2 separate regions of the Mus musculus genome follow, and region 2 is linked to region 1. Evidence: chromatin contacts called from public promoter capture Hi-C data. All regions are on one chromosome and are shown on one strand. Each heading gives the region's core, a stretch centred on a gene start, on an enhancer-like site or on the middle of the called end of the contact. The rest is flanking DNA. Distances are from core to core; before and after follow the strand shown.

Region 1 (6,643 bases), core at 1,076-3,575:
CTCCTGCTACCATAAGAACTGAAGGACCAGAGACAGGAAAGGATCTGAAGCACTTCTGTCTTTTGTAGCTGCGGAAATAACTTTTTCTTTTCCAAGGAGGTGGAGCTATAAGATTTCAGGTTAAGTGGCAGGCCTCTAGTCTCCAAAACTTTTAGTTTACATTGTCTTATTTGGCTATCATCCTTAAAATTATAATTTTACATAAAATATAATTTATAATTATTTCTAGAAAAACTTTCATACTATCAGCTAATTTAAATACCAATATATTAGTAAAAGAAGCCTATTTTCCTTTTCTCAAACAGCAAACTGTTCGTCAAGGGAATAATAGTATTTGAACATGGATAAGAAGAAACATTCAATGTTAAATTTAAATCTCTTAATGTAACAAAGCATGCCTGTAATCTCAGCATGCAGGAAGTTGAGACTGTGAATACCAAGCCTTGTGTAAACAAACAAACAAACAAACAAACAAACAGAGATACAAAAACTAAAATAGGGGCTGGGAATATGGTTCAGCCTTAGAGTTCGTGCCTAGCATGCAAAAAACTCTATTCAAAAACAAACTTAAACCATTTGGGGAAGAAGACTGAGCCTGAGAGAGGTAAAGGAGAAGAGGCAAGGAAGCAGGAGAGTGCCTGATGTTGACCAGACGTGGTACAAGAAAGAAGATAGAGCAAGCTTAACCTTTCTTTTTAAAATGTGAGGGGTAGGGGAGGGAACATGTGACTGCCAGAGGACGTTGTCATCCTTTTCATTTTTGAGATGGCATCTCTCACTGGCTTGGAAGTGCCAAGTACATTAGGCTAAAAGGCCAGTGAACCCCAAGATCACTTGTTTCCTTGTCTCCAGCTCTAGGATTAAAAGCATGGATTAGGGCTACTGAGACGTGTCTCATATAATGGAACTCAGTTTATTTAAAAAGAAAAAGCTCAACAAACAAAATGGGTTCTGAGAACCGAAATCAGGCCAGTATTTACATTGCAAGGCAAACTTTTTACCAACTGAGCTATATTCTCAGTCCCTAAGCGTTAAGGCTACTTTCTTACCATAGAAGGAAAAAGAGGCTCCCTTCTTATTATCTCCTTCTAATTTCCTAATCCTCAGTACAGATTACTACATGGCTTCCTCCAACCTTTAAATTAGAAGTCATGCATAAAATTGTTTCTAAGAGAAATTTAAATTGTCAAGGGCTAATGCTCAGTTGGTATATTGCTTGCCTAACATACACCACAAAGCCCTGGGCTCCAACTCCAGCACTACATAAAACATGCATAGTGATTCATTCCTGCAATTCCAGCATTTTTAGGGTGGAGGAAAAAAGAATCAGAGGTTCAAGGTCATTCTTCAATACACAGCTAACTTGGGCTACCCTGGCTCAAAAAATAAAAATATTAAAAAAAAGCATAAGAACTAAATTGTTAACACAGCAGTGATTATAATATCGATTAATATTTACTTAACAAATGTGTCAGGCACTACTCTGTTTGCCACATTATAGATCAAAAGCCTGTTGCAGAAAAGGAAGCTGGCTTACGTAAGTATTAAACTCAACAAAACAGAATACTTTTCCTAAAATTGTGTCAAATGGGTAAAATTAATGCCTTCAGAATTTCCAGGGACTGTGAGAAGGTTATCAGTATTGTTTTTAAAGACTATTCCAACGTATACCATCAGTGGGCAAAGATTAAGCTTTAAAAAAAAATAGGAGGGGAGAGGGTGAGTAATATTTGATGTGAAAACATTCTGGCACTCTATCTCAAATTTGTTCTAGTGCCTACATTAAACAAAAGTCCTTACAGCCCTGCAGCCCCAGCTCACCGTCCAGATATGCCAAGGTTAACCTGAAACCTCACTATAACCCTATCTTACTTCCTTTTAATTCTTCTGACAAGTCTTAGGAGCGTCATGCGGGCTCGGGCGCTGTTTGCTCCGATCACTGTCACTGAAGTGGCCTGCGCCTGACTCCAAATGCTCCCCACTACTCGCTGTGGCTGTCGTCTGCTGACCTCCTCACCTCCCTAAGCTGTCCCAAGGCGGAGGGGAAGGAGGCCGAACCCGGTCAGCCCCGCTGGGCTCCTTCCGGCAGAGGTCCCTGTTCTAACCCTCAGGCAGGCCCGACCTGGCTCAGCGAAACCTGTCCTTTGAGCTGCTGGGTCGCCACGTCTCTTATCACAAACTAGCTATTTAGCTAACGCAAAAGGAGAACAAGTTCGTGAGAAAATACAACCGCTCCACGATACCCACAAAGGAGGAGTAATTACTCACCAGCAGATCGGCCCGCCATTTTGACCTGAGAGTGAAGCGCTGCCTTCTGGGTAAGTCCTAGAGGACACGCCGGGCTCCTACGCAGGCGTCCTGGATACTTTAGGAAGGGGAAGGGAGGGGCAGGCGCTGCTCTGACCGCCAGCAGAAGGCATTTACTCTTTCCTACCTGAATGGACTCCACACATTAGGCTGATCTTTTTGTGTGCCTTGTTACAAAAAACATTCTTCGCGACACAATGGGGAAAGTACTGCGAAATTAGGAGACAGTGTTATTCAATGCTCTGTTATAGGAAAGAACCTTTGCGGAATAAATGGAGTCTTGGAGACAGGTAATGTAGTAAATGATTTTCAGGCAAACCGCATCTCAAAATGCATGGAGGGGATGCTAGGACGCTAGAGGACGCTTGATGCTCAAATTCTTTATGTCAAATGGTGCGGTGTTTTAATATAATGTATACACTATTGCATTCTTTAAATCACCTCAGGATTACTTTAATACAGAATATAAAGTAAGCACCACACAAATAACTGTTATACTGCACTATTTTGGAAGTAACACAGGTATAATGAACATTTATAGTTAACACAGATATACCCCTTCCCGATCTGTGGTAGACTCAATCTATAGGTCTGCAATCTTTGGGTTCAGAAGTGTGGCTATATTCTCATTTAATTCTAAATCATCAGTGTAATTACTGGTGCTATCAGTATTGAAGAGAGAAGGAAGCTGAGCCTCAGAAAAGTTCAATAAGTTATCCAAGGGCATTGAAATTGGGTAGAGTCCAGGTTTGTTTGTTTGTTTGTTAACTAGAATTGAGAAATCCAGTTTCAAATTCGGGCTTCCTTATTTCTAGGATCATATGCTGCACAACCAATCCCAGATAACTTTCAGCTTCTAGGCTTCACTTTCCCCACCTAAAAATCCCTATCAAACAATTTTAGTAGAAAGTTAGGTTGGATAAGCTTTAAAAATATTAACTTTAAGGTAGGAGTAAATGGCACATGCAAGATCCAAGAATTCAGTAGTCTGAGGCAGGAGGATCCCTGCAAGTTCAAGACTACAGTTGTCTACATAGTGAATCTGGCATCAGTCTGCAAGACCTTACCTAAAACAAAACAACAACAACAAAACCCCTAAGATATATTTAGAATTTGCATATAGTATTAAAAATGGAGCAAGCAGAAAGACTATAGACTGTGCTTTCAAGATCTCAACCCCAACAGGTAGAGTCTAAAATAAAAAACTAAGGACAGAAAGTGGAGTTACTGTTGAGTTTTACTATGACTCGATAGTGGTCTTTTTTTTTTTTTTTTTTGAGGTAGATACTATTTATTATTTCTTGGTTTCCCTCTCATTGACATCAACTATCTTTTCTGAATTTTGGACTGGATTTAATGTCAAAAATACAGAAATGAGCTGGGCAGTGGTGGTGCACGCCTTTAATCCCAGCACTTGGGAGCCAGAGGCAGGCAGATTTCTGAGTTCGAGGCCAGCCTGGTTTACAAAGTGAGTTCCAGGACAGCCAGCAGGGCTATACAGAAAAACCCTGTCTCAAAAAAAAAAAAACAAAACAAAAAAAACAAACAAAAAAAAAACAGAAATGTAGACAAAATTATTCAGTAATAAAGCCAGTGTTCTGAATCCAATACAAAATTAGTTGCTGATACATAGCTCAAATATAAACAGTGTACTTTATTAAAGCTCAATAGTGGTCTTACCATGCTGTCTTTCAGACTTAAGCTGAGACCCAGGACAGCATAGAACTGTCTCATTATGAATCCAAAATGTTATGTAATGATTTTAGTCAGAAGTTCTAGTTCCGTTGCCTTCTTCCCTTTTCTTCTGTTTCTGATGCAGCTCTCGGACTATATGCAGTGGCCACCATGAAGTCTGAAGGATAGGAGTAAATATATACATTTGTACACTGGCACATTGTAAAGGGGATTCATTAAACTTCACCCTGAGAAGTTTCAGCGCCAGGGTGAAAGATGCTAAAGAAGAAGATCATATGTCAAGGTATGTCAAAAAGTATCATATATATACATATACATATACATACATACATACATACATACATACATACATACATACATACATATATATATATATATATATATATATATACATACATACATACATGAATAACAGTCACAAAATCCAGTCTTATGTGCAGTAAGCCTAGGGCTTAGTGTTTGCTCATGCTTGTTAATGTTGGTTTGAAACGTTTTAGGGGGTTGGGGTAGTGGCTCAGTGGTTACAAACAACTTGATGCCCTTCCAGAGGACCTCAGTTCAGTTCCAAGTTGCATCACCACCTATAACTTCAGCTCTAAGAGATCTGATGCCCTCTTCTGGTCTTGTGGGTACCCGTATGCATGTGTGAACATTCACATATACACACAAATTACTAAAACAAATCCTAAAAATATTTTTTAAAAGGTTTTCTTTCTTTCCTCCTGGCATAGAAATTACACTTTGATTCTTTAAATTTTTGACATATACATGTGATGCATTGGCACACCCCTCACACACGCCTGCAAAAAAATTTTAAAGATAAATCTTTTAGATTTCTTTTCCCCGGGGTGCAGTGTAGACTGCTGAGGTCTCCAGCGCATCCCGAGAAGGATCTTAAAAATTGTACAGAACTTCAAGATGAGTGATACTTCTGAAGTAATTCCAAATTTTGAAGACATGTTTGCAAGCAGATTCACGAAAGATGGCAAAGAATACCAGGAATACTTGAAACGCCCTCCTGAGTCCCCTCCAATTGTTGAGGAATGGAATAGCAGAGCTGGTGGTAACCAAAGAAATAGAGGCAACTGGCTGCAAGACAACAGACAATTTAGAGGTAGGGATAACAGACAAGGATGGCCAACTGACAACCGGTCAAATCAGTGGCATGGATGGACATGGGGTAACAACAACTACCCACAGCAGAGACCAGAGCCCTACTATCAACAATAGTACACACAGTATGGCCACAACCAGCGGCCTCCATATGGTTACTACTGACAGAAATGTCAGCAGCTTTTAACAAAGACCTTTTATTTTGACAACGTGCTAAATGCTTGTGTGTCTTCTGTTGGTCATAGTTTTTCATTCTATTTTAAAGAATGGGTTATTAATTGATTAGAACTTGAGACTTGGAAAAAAGTAATCTTATTATAAACCTGATGATTGATGGGAATAAATTTACTGAGTGAGGATTATTTGACTTATCTTACATACTGTTTTGTTCTATGATTTGGTAGTGTTTTGAGTTTTCCTTATTTGGACTCTAGGGATTCTGTATCACAGAAATAAAAATTTTTAATTAAAATGCTGGCTTTTGCTGTATGAAAGAATAGCATGCTCACATGTGCTCGCCTCTGAAGTGTTTCAGAGGCTAGGACTGTCAGTCTGTGAAAACACACCCATAATTACTTACAGTAATTGAACAGCAGTTCAGTTGAAAGGTAAAACAGGTATGTCGCTTCTGTGTTTGTATGTGATCATGGTGTCTTGTGGTTTATAAGTGAGTCAGCTCCAGAACTGCTTTGGTTCTATGTGGAAGGACTCATTTTCTGTGCAGCCTCCTGAGGCGGTAGAGGGTGGGATGGTAGCACTCAACATTTTGTATATCCCAAGGTTTTTGTAAACTTACAACAAGGAAGACATGGATGTACGCTGTAACACAATACTCATGTAAATATTGTTGCATTTTGATTGGTTTGGTATTATGTATTGATTTTTATGAGATTATTTTCATTTTCAAATGCTTACCTTTGATGCTTCCTCTTACAGCTATAGTAAGGCTGTCACTTGCTTCAGAACAATCATTCTTGAAATATTTTCATAACAGATTTATTCAAATAAAAAAATTTAAAGTCCTTAGTATATTATGTGTGTACCAAGTTGTGAAAGAATGAATAAATTGCATTAAAATGTAGGCAACTTAAAAAAAATTTCTTTTCCCTTTAGTAGACTGCCAACACCCAAGTCATAATAACAGTGTCTAGGATGCATCACTCTGTACCCTTAAACCACTTTTACTCGCAAGATAGACATCATCAAGAAACAAACCTTTATGGTTTAAAATTGCTTAAAATTTTAGGATTGTCCATGACAGTAGCACAACTAACCTATTCTTGGTGTGCCCCTGTATGTGTTAAGTTTGTCAATGTGTGCATGTATGTATACATGTATGTGTGTAGGCATGTGGATGCCAAAGGTCTAAGCTCAATGTCTTCTTCAACCACTCTTCACATTAGCTTTTGAAAAAGGATCTCAGTGAATTTAGAGGTCATCAATTTGGGCAAGATTGACTGGCCAGCAAGCCCAATGGATCCTTTTTTTTTCCATCCCCCCAGCATTGGGATTACATGTGCATTGAAGC
Region 2 (6,828 bases), core at 1,635-4,134, 520 kb after region 1:
TAAATATCTATACTCCACTTGTATGGAGACTGGTCCCAGAAGCAACCCTAGAAGTAAAAGAATGAACAGAGTAGATGTGTTATAAACTCTTGCGTCTCCTGTCAGTGTCTCTCACGGATATCTTTTCAGAGAAGTCACACAAAAGTAAAGACTAGCAGGATATTGGTGGGAAGTCAAAGTGAGATTCAAAGAGAGGATTGGATTCTTGATCAGGTTCCAAACAATACTGACTCTCCATTCAAACCCAGTCTATGTACATTAAACACCATAGTGCTTAAAATGCACAGCACACACATCACAAAGCAGCACCTCCAGGACCTTTGCCCCAAGGCTTAATTCACATACGAGTGGTATGAAACAATCATTAATTTTTGCTTCAAGAAATACATTTTGCAACTTTATGACTGAGAAATGAATAAACCATGAAAAAAAATATGGGAGACCGCAATATACAGAATCTGCTTTGGAAACATGAATTGTGTAATTTTAATTTAAAAATAAATATATCATGCTAGGCTGTGTACATTAGATGTCTAGATGAATCTGTGGATTTGAAAAAGCCCATGTATTTTTCTGAGTCTGAAAGCACCAGTACATGGAGTGTATTCAGTAAAGCGTGGGGACTCGCACCCTGATCCATCTGACTTATTTTTACATAGATTATGGAAAGAGGAGAACAATAGAAAGGAGACTTAGAAAAAATTGGCATGGGACCAGACTCCTTTCACATAGTTACTACATAGGATACTACATAGGATAATGACTATGGAGGACACTATGAAAAATACTTTAATAACAAAATGGCAATGTAATAAGAATCTGCACTCCTCAGGTGTGCAGATGTGTTTGGCTCCTGTTCCAATCCTTTGTACTTTCTCTTCACGGCCTCTGATATAATCACACACGTTAGCAGGATCTGACTGTCATCACCCACCACAGCTCCCCTCAGAAGTTTCCAGACATGACTTGTCTAATACAGCAAGGTTCATGCATGAGTTGTAAAGACAAGAAACTCGTTCCCTCATACTAACATTAGGAAGCCTGGGAGGACAGAGGGATAACTACACACCAAGGGGACCTGGACGTAAACCTGTGCAAGAGGACGGCATCCCACACTAGTAGTTTGCTTTACTGGTTGCAGACGGCAGTACCTGTGTGAGGGGCCGTGGAGGACATGGGTTTGTTTCAGCTAACTGTAAGAAGCCTCTATAAGCAGCTAAGCCTCTGGGAAAGGGACACAGGAAGGTATCCCAGATGAAGATGCAGAAAAAGACACATGGACTAAACCACAGTAGCCTGCATCAGTCAAGAACTTCAGAAAGGTGATGGGGAAATGATGGAGTCTCTGCCTAGATATGGAAGGAGCCAACTGGAAGAATTCAAGCAAGACCAGAAGGAAGCATTCTCAGGTCATGGCAGAATCTAAAACTAACTATCCAAAAAGAGTGGACATTCACTGCAAATAGGCAGAATATTCAAGCAAGGGAAAGAGGAGAGTCCTTCCTCACACAGTAAATCCAAACAACTAATCACCCAAATGTACCATCTTTAACAAGAGCATGTTAGTGAAAACAAAGTTTGAATCCCACATGGATTGGGTCGGCAGAAGGGAAGCATGTGTACTTTGTAAGACACCAAAGTGTTGATTGCAGGGGTTTTCCACGGCTCTCACTGGAAGACATGGAATGAATCATAGAGAGTATTTCTCACGTCCATCAAGCATGATTAAATGTTTTCTGACACAGATTGAGGCAGCTTACATTGGCCTTGAATTTGCTATCAAGCAGGGGATGTCCAGAGGGTCCTGCCCCTCCCCCTCACAAATGCAGAGATAACAGGAATGTGCCTCACAGAAGGCTCAAGCTTCTTTTGATCACAGGCCTGTTTTCTCTAAATCACGTGAATACACACAGGTCTGTGAGCTCTTCCTCACCCTGCTGACCTGACACAAAAGCCTGGCCCCCTAAAACAAGGCCACGTGAGATTTTCCCCCTGATCATGGACTAGCTCAACAATTTAGCCCAGATGAAGACGTGGTGAGGCAAGCATTGTGGGCTAACCAAACATCCTGTCTTACCACCACCACCACCCCCAAATTACTCAACCCTAAATTAGGGATGGGGGACTTTTCAAAGGTTTGAGAAAAGCAGCCCGCAAGGTGAAACAGGCTTCAGCCTCCCTGGTTGGCACTCTGCTTTGTAGTCTTTCCCTCCATGTGTTGACTATGTGTGCTGTCTCAGCCCTAGTCAAAGCTTCTCTATAGCGGGTCCTTCTGGCAGATCTCCCTTCTGTGTTACAGAATTTCCCAACATGCCACCGGTTGCAAATCATATATATGTATTTAAATCATTCTTAATTCTTTAAATGGCAGAGAAAATGAATATAATCAAAACCATTACAATAGGCCGGCTACGGAGTGCCGGAGGAACCAGAAAACCCATTTACTGAGGAATCTCACAGCAGCCAGGTGAGAATGGGGCACCAGGTTAGTGTGCTTCCCAGCAGAGCAGGTATTACAGGAGCAGGTAGTCAGCTTACCACTATTAGCTTGCAATTCTTGCACTTGCACTATTATCCACTCCCCCGCTACCTACCTGCTCCGGTGTAGACTCGGGCTGCACGCAGTGTTCCAAAGAATCCTTCACAATCCCAAACACCCAGTCCCCTACCCTGCCCTGCAACCTCACCTGTCCCAGCCCGTTCAGCGCGGCAAGTCCATGCAGCTTCTTCCGCCCTCCCACCTAGCCTAGGTCCGCTCCCTCTGAGACGGAACCCAGCTCCCCAAGCTACGCTGCTCCCCCGACCAACCTCTAAGTCAGAGATGCTACAGGAATCTTCAGCATCACAGGACTCCAGTCCAACTTTCGGGAAGATTGACGAGTGTTGACCAAAAGCCGGGTGGGATTTGCTTGTGACGTCGGAGTCACGTGGGTACTGGATTGCGAGAAGAACTTCCTGGAGTCCAGGTAGGGCAACTTCTACTGTTCCTGGATTTCTTCTTGGAAACCTGCAGTAGAGTGTGGAAGGAAAATGCAGAGTTCCTATGACAACCACGGGGAGTCAGGATGGTTTTTGTAAAGAATACATGGCCTCAGAAGGCATTTTCCCCGATGCTGTAAGCTGCCCCTGCCCGCCTGCACAGAGGCTGCACTCGCGGTGCAGTTTACAGCATCGGGAAGAATGCCTTCTGAGGCCATGTGTTCTTTACAGTTTTCAACTCCACAGCCACAACAAGAGGTGTATGGATGTGAGTAGAGCCTTTCACAGAAATATTAGGCTTACAAGTCCTTTCTGGTCCACGTGTTCTGATTTTAATCTTACTACCCCCGGAAAAACATCATGTTGACTCAGTTGTACTTTAAAAAAATAATGAAGCACTACGCTGATGTAGAGATGAAAATTATCTTTTAAAAAGGGATTTTCAACTCAGCCTTGGTGTGCCTGATTACGCTCCTAGCTTCTCAGAGGTTACTGACAAATGGATCCAAGGCTGTAATGGACAATTTAAGTACACCTTCTTTCTAAATAAGAGGAAAACGTAAATACAAAACAAAACTTAGACAGATACGTGGTAAAGCAGTTTGGTGTAGTCCGACTATCAGTCAAAGTAGGTACCTTGAATGAGAGTCTGGGAACCGCCAAAACAAAAGTTCTGATCCAGGCTCAACTTTATTGCAAAGCAGCAGACTTACAAAGGCACAGAAGCGATCAATAGCCAATAGCTGCTCCAGTCAGGGTGTGTTATAACAAGGCTCTCACTCATCCATGCATGCTTTATGATTGGTTTTAGCTTCTACAGATGTCCACATACTTATTAACCACAGTGGGTTCATGCAGGCAATGGCAGTGACATATCTGGCCAATGCTGTTTCACTGTAGACATCACTATACCTGGCTCTGACTATCTTGTGGCTATCACTTCTCCCTCATGGATCCTTGAGGTTTGGCACTAGGGGTGTGATGTCGGTGTCCCACTTAGGTCAGTGCATCCACAGGGTATATTCCTTGCACTTTCAGGAAATGTGAGCTTGTGTGTTATTCTCCATCTACCACACAATTCATATTTTCTGACAGATTTTGAGAGGTGCCTGGATCTCTGGGTAGAAAACTATAACCTTCCCTCAGCCTGAAGCTGGCTGAGCCAGAACTTGACCTTGCTGCCACTAGGGAGATTACCTAGGGTGGAGCCTTCCTCCCTAGATCACTCTATTGTTCAGCCAGTGTCTCTGTTCCTCTTCAAGATACTGCTACCTGCTGAGAGGCCCCGGAGCTATTCCGGAGACTATGCCCTATCCTGCACATCATCACCACCTGTTATTAGATACAGCCTGTGGGATGCTCTTTAAATACAATTAGAAGATGACTGGTTACTCCAATAATATCAGGCCACCATTGCAACAGGAGGCTCATCTTCCTTACTATACTCCAAGGTTCATAGCTGAGTAAGAATGTTTATTATTTTACACCCATGATAGCATACATGGTTCCATGGTGATGCCAAGTGTGCTGAAGGAGATGGTTGACAAAGTGCAGTGCTTGGTCAAGCCGGAAGACCCCCCCACTGCCCTCGATGGAAATTTGCTTAACACCTTTTGCTATTCTTATATTTCTCACTGTTAAAGGGTCTCTCTCCAAAGGCTAGAGCTGCGATAATAAAAAGCTGGTGTAAACAAGAAGGAAATTAGTGGTCACTCCCTAGGAAAGAACAGTTATGCAGAAAATTGAGTCTTTCTTAAGAATGTATTATTCACACACACATTTAGATCACTAATGAGTATTGTTAGGAAGTTTGAGTCAGAGAATTTGACAAAAAATATTAAAGAAGTGAAACTTAGGGAAATCATAGAAGCTGACAAACTGTAATTGAACTGCTAGGTTTTTATGTTCTGCTTTAGAAACAAGGGACTTGTATAAATAGGAATAGACTCTAATCATACAGTTAATGGCAAGCCTTGGTACCATTCTGAAGGCAAAAGTAGGCAGTTTTAAGAATCCTGATGTTGTTCTGCTCTTTACAGAATTGTGGTGAAGATAGGAATTGTACTGAAACAAAGGTTCATGACAGAGACACAGAGGAAAGCATTTTAGCTCTGTGAAGTGCCTGCCTTCATGAACAGAATTGTCAGCCCAGAACTCGTTTGATGGACCACCTTTGCTTAAGCAAGAGGCTGCACAATATTTTAAGAACCAAAGAAAAACAGATGGTGATCTTATGCCAAATATCAAAGAAATGCAGAGGGTCAGAGAAATTAAACCTTTGTAGAAAGCCAAGGTTGATATAACATGTATAGGAAATAATTTCTCCTCTATTAACCTTATGCCAAACTGAAACAGAATTCCATTCAAATAGAACCGTCCTTTCTGGTATGTCTGTAACTGCAAGGCTTTACAACTCCATCTTAGCGAAGAAGATACTCAGTTTAAAGAAAACTAATTTCAGCGTGTTAATTTTCAGTTCTCAAAAAATTGTTGTTTGCTTGCTTTGTTCCTCTCTCAATATTCTTAAGTAGTCAAGGAAGACTTTAGAAGTAAATGTATTTTGAAAAGCTGTGTAATCAATGAATTAAATTTCTGAGGAAACCATTTGGTGTATAAGTGAAGCCACTAAGAGACTTAAGGTTGTCAGAGTACACACACACACACACACACACACACACACACACACACACACACACACAGACACACACACACAGAAACAATACTTTCTGAATTAAACCGAATTAGAGATTCTATATACTGGAACCAAACATGACTGACAATGTGTTCTGTCAGTGTTTCCAGGGGAGACAACCACTAATTCCCATTCACCTCAGACTGGCACCAATGCCGACGATTTCAAAGTCCAACTCGGTGAGAAATATAAGTAACTTACATACTCGGCAGATACGTGATTAGAGAAGCTTGAGTGATGCCACCAGGAAGACAACAGTAACTATACTATGGCCCAGTACTTAGATTCAGGTCACAGAACAACCATGTAACAGCATGGTAACAGTTTGATGGTACACTGACAGTCACAGAAGAAAGAAATTTATTAATCAAGGTACATTTCAAACACACTGGTTTATAAAGTGGTGGGATATTACATCAAAGATGTGTCTTTACTGTTATCTGCTCATATTCTTAGCATTTGTGCTCATGGACATTAACAGGTAATTAACATTTCGAAAATAATTAGGGCTGGAGAGATGGCTCAGCGGTTAAGAGCACTGACTGTTCTTTCAGAGATCCTGAGTTCAATTTCCAGCAACCACATGGTACCTCACAACCATCTGTAATGGGATCTAATGCCCTCTTCTGGTGTGTCTGAAGAGAGCAAAGTGTACTTCCATACATAAAATAAAGCTTTTTAAAAAATAACATAGTGGGTACACAGAGTTAGGGCACGCAATGAGATAGATATTCTTCACACTTGTATGGTTTTTCTCCAGTATGAATATTTTAGTGTTTAAGGTCTAAAGTAGAGTAAATATATATATAACATATGATATAATTTGTGGAGAAGGTATAAGAGTAGGAAAAGGTTTTGGACGTGGTTTACACTTGTGTGGTTTCTCTTTGGTATGAGCTCTCATGCGTACAGGAAGTTATTGGCTGGTACAAAAGTCCTTGGCACATGTGTAGGATTCCTCTTGACAGTGAATTGTTCCATGTCCCTTCAGTTGGGAGGCACAGGCAAACATTTTGCCACACTCTTCAGAGTTGTGGTGTTGCTCTCCGGTAGGAACTATTTCATGCTGATAACAGTCAATGGAAAAGATTTTCCATCGATCACATTTCTATGGTTTCTCTTGACATTGTACTCTATTATGTTTCTTCAGTTGTGGA

The links. Capture Hi-C pulls out chosen DNA fragments and counts their contacts.
Region 2: a contact with region 1 is called in a promoter capture Hi-C map of liver. The contact joins the promoter of Zfp459 here to the promoter of Uqcrb in region 1. A contact is called at or near these places in 1 of 39 promoter capture datasets (cranial neural crest) and 2 of 9 other capture datasets (adipose tissue and liver).

Annotation. Positions count from the first base shown.
Region 1 is chr13:66,903,025-66,909,667 of GRCm38.p6, forward strand. Uqcrb (ubiquinol-cytochrome c reductase binding protein) reads right to left here and starts at 2,326. Exons shown (of 4, transcript NM_026219.2): 1 at 2,269-2,326. The coding sequence starts at 2,287. It overlaps Gm10767 (predicted gene 10767), which reads left to right and starts at 2,391. Exons shown (of 3, transcript NM_001177750.1): 1 at 2,391-2,597; 2 at 4,127-4,285; 3 at 4,857-6,142. The coding sequence starts at 4,921. The coding sequence ends at 5,232. It also overlaps a transcript of Mterf3 not described here.
Region 2 is chr13:67,418,534-67,425,361 of GRCm38.p6, forward strand. Zfp459 (zinc finger protein 459) reads right to left here and starts at 2,885. Exons shown (of 4, transcript NM_177811.4): 1 at 2,809-2,885. Gm33787 (a long non-coding RNA gene) reads left to right here and starts at 2,910. Exons shown (of 2, transcript XR_382593.2): 1 at 2,910-2,966; 2 at 5,019-5,948.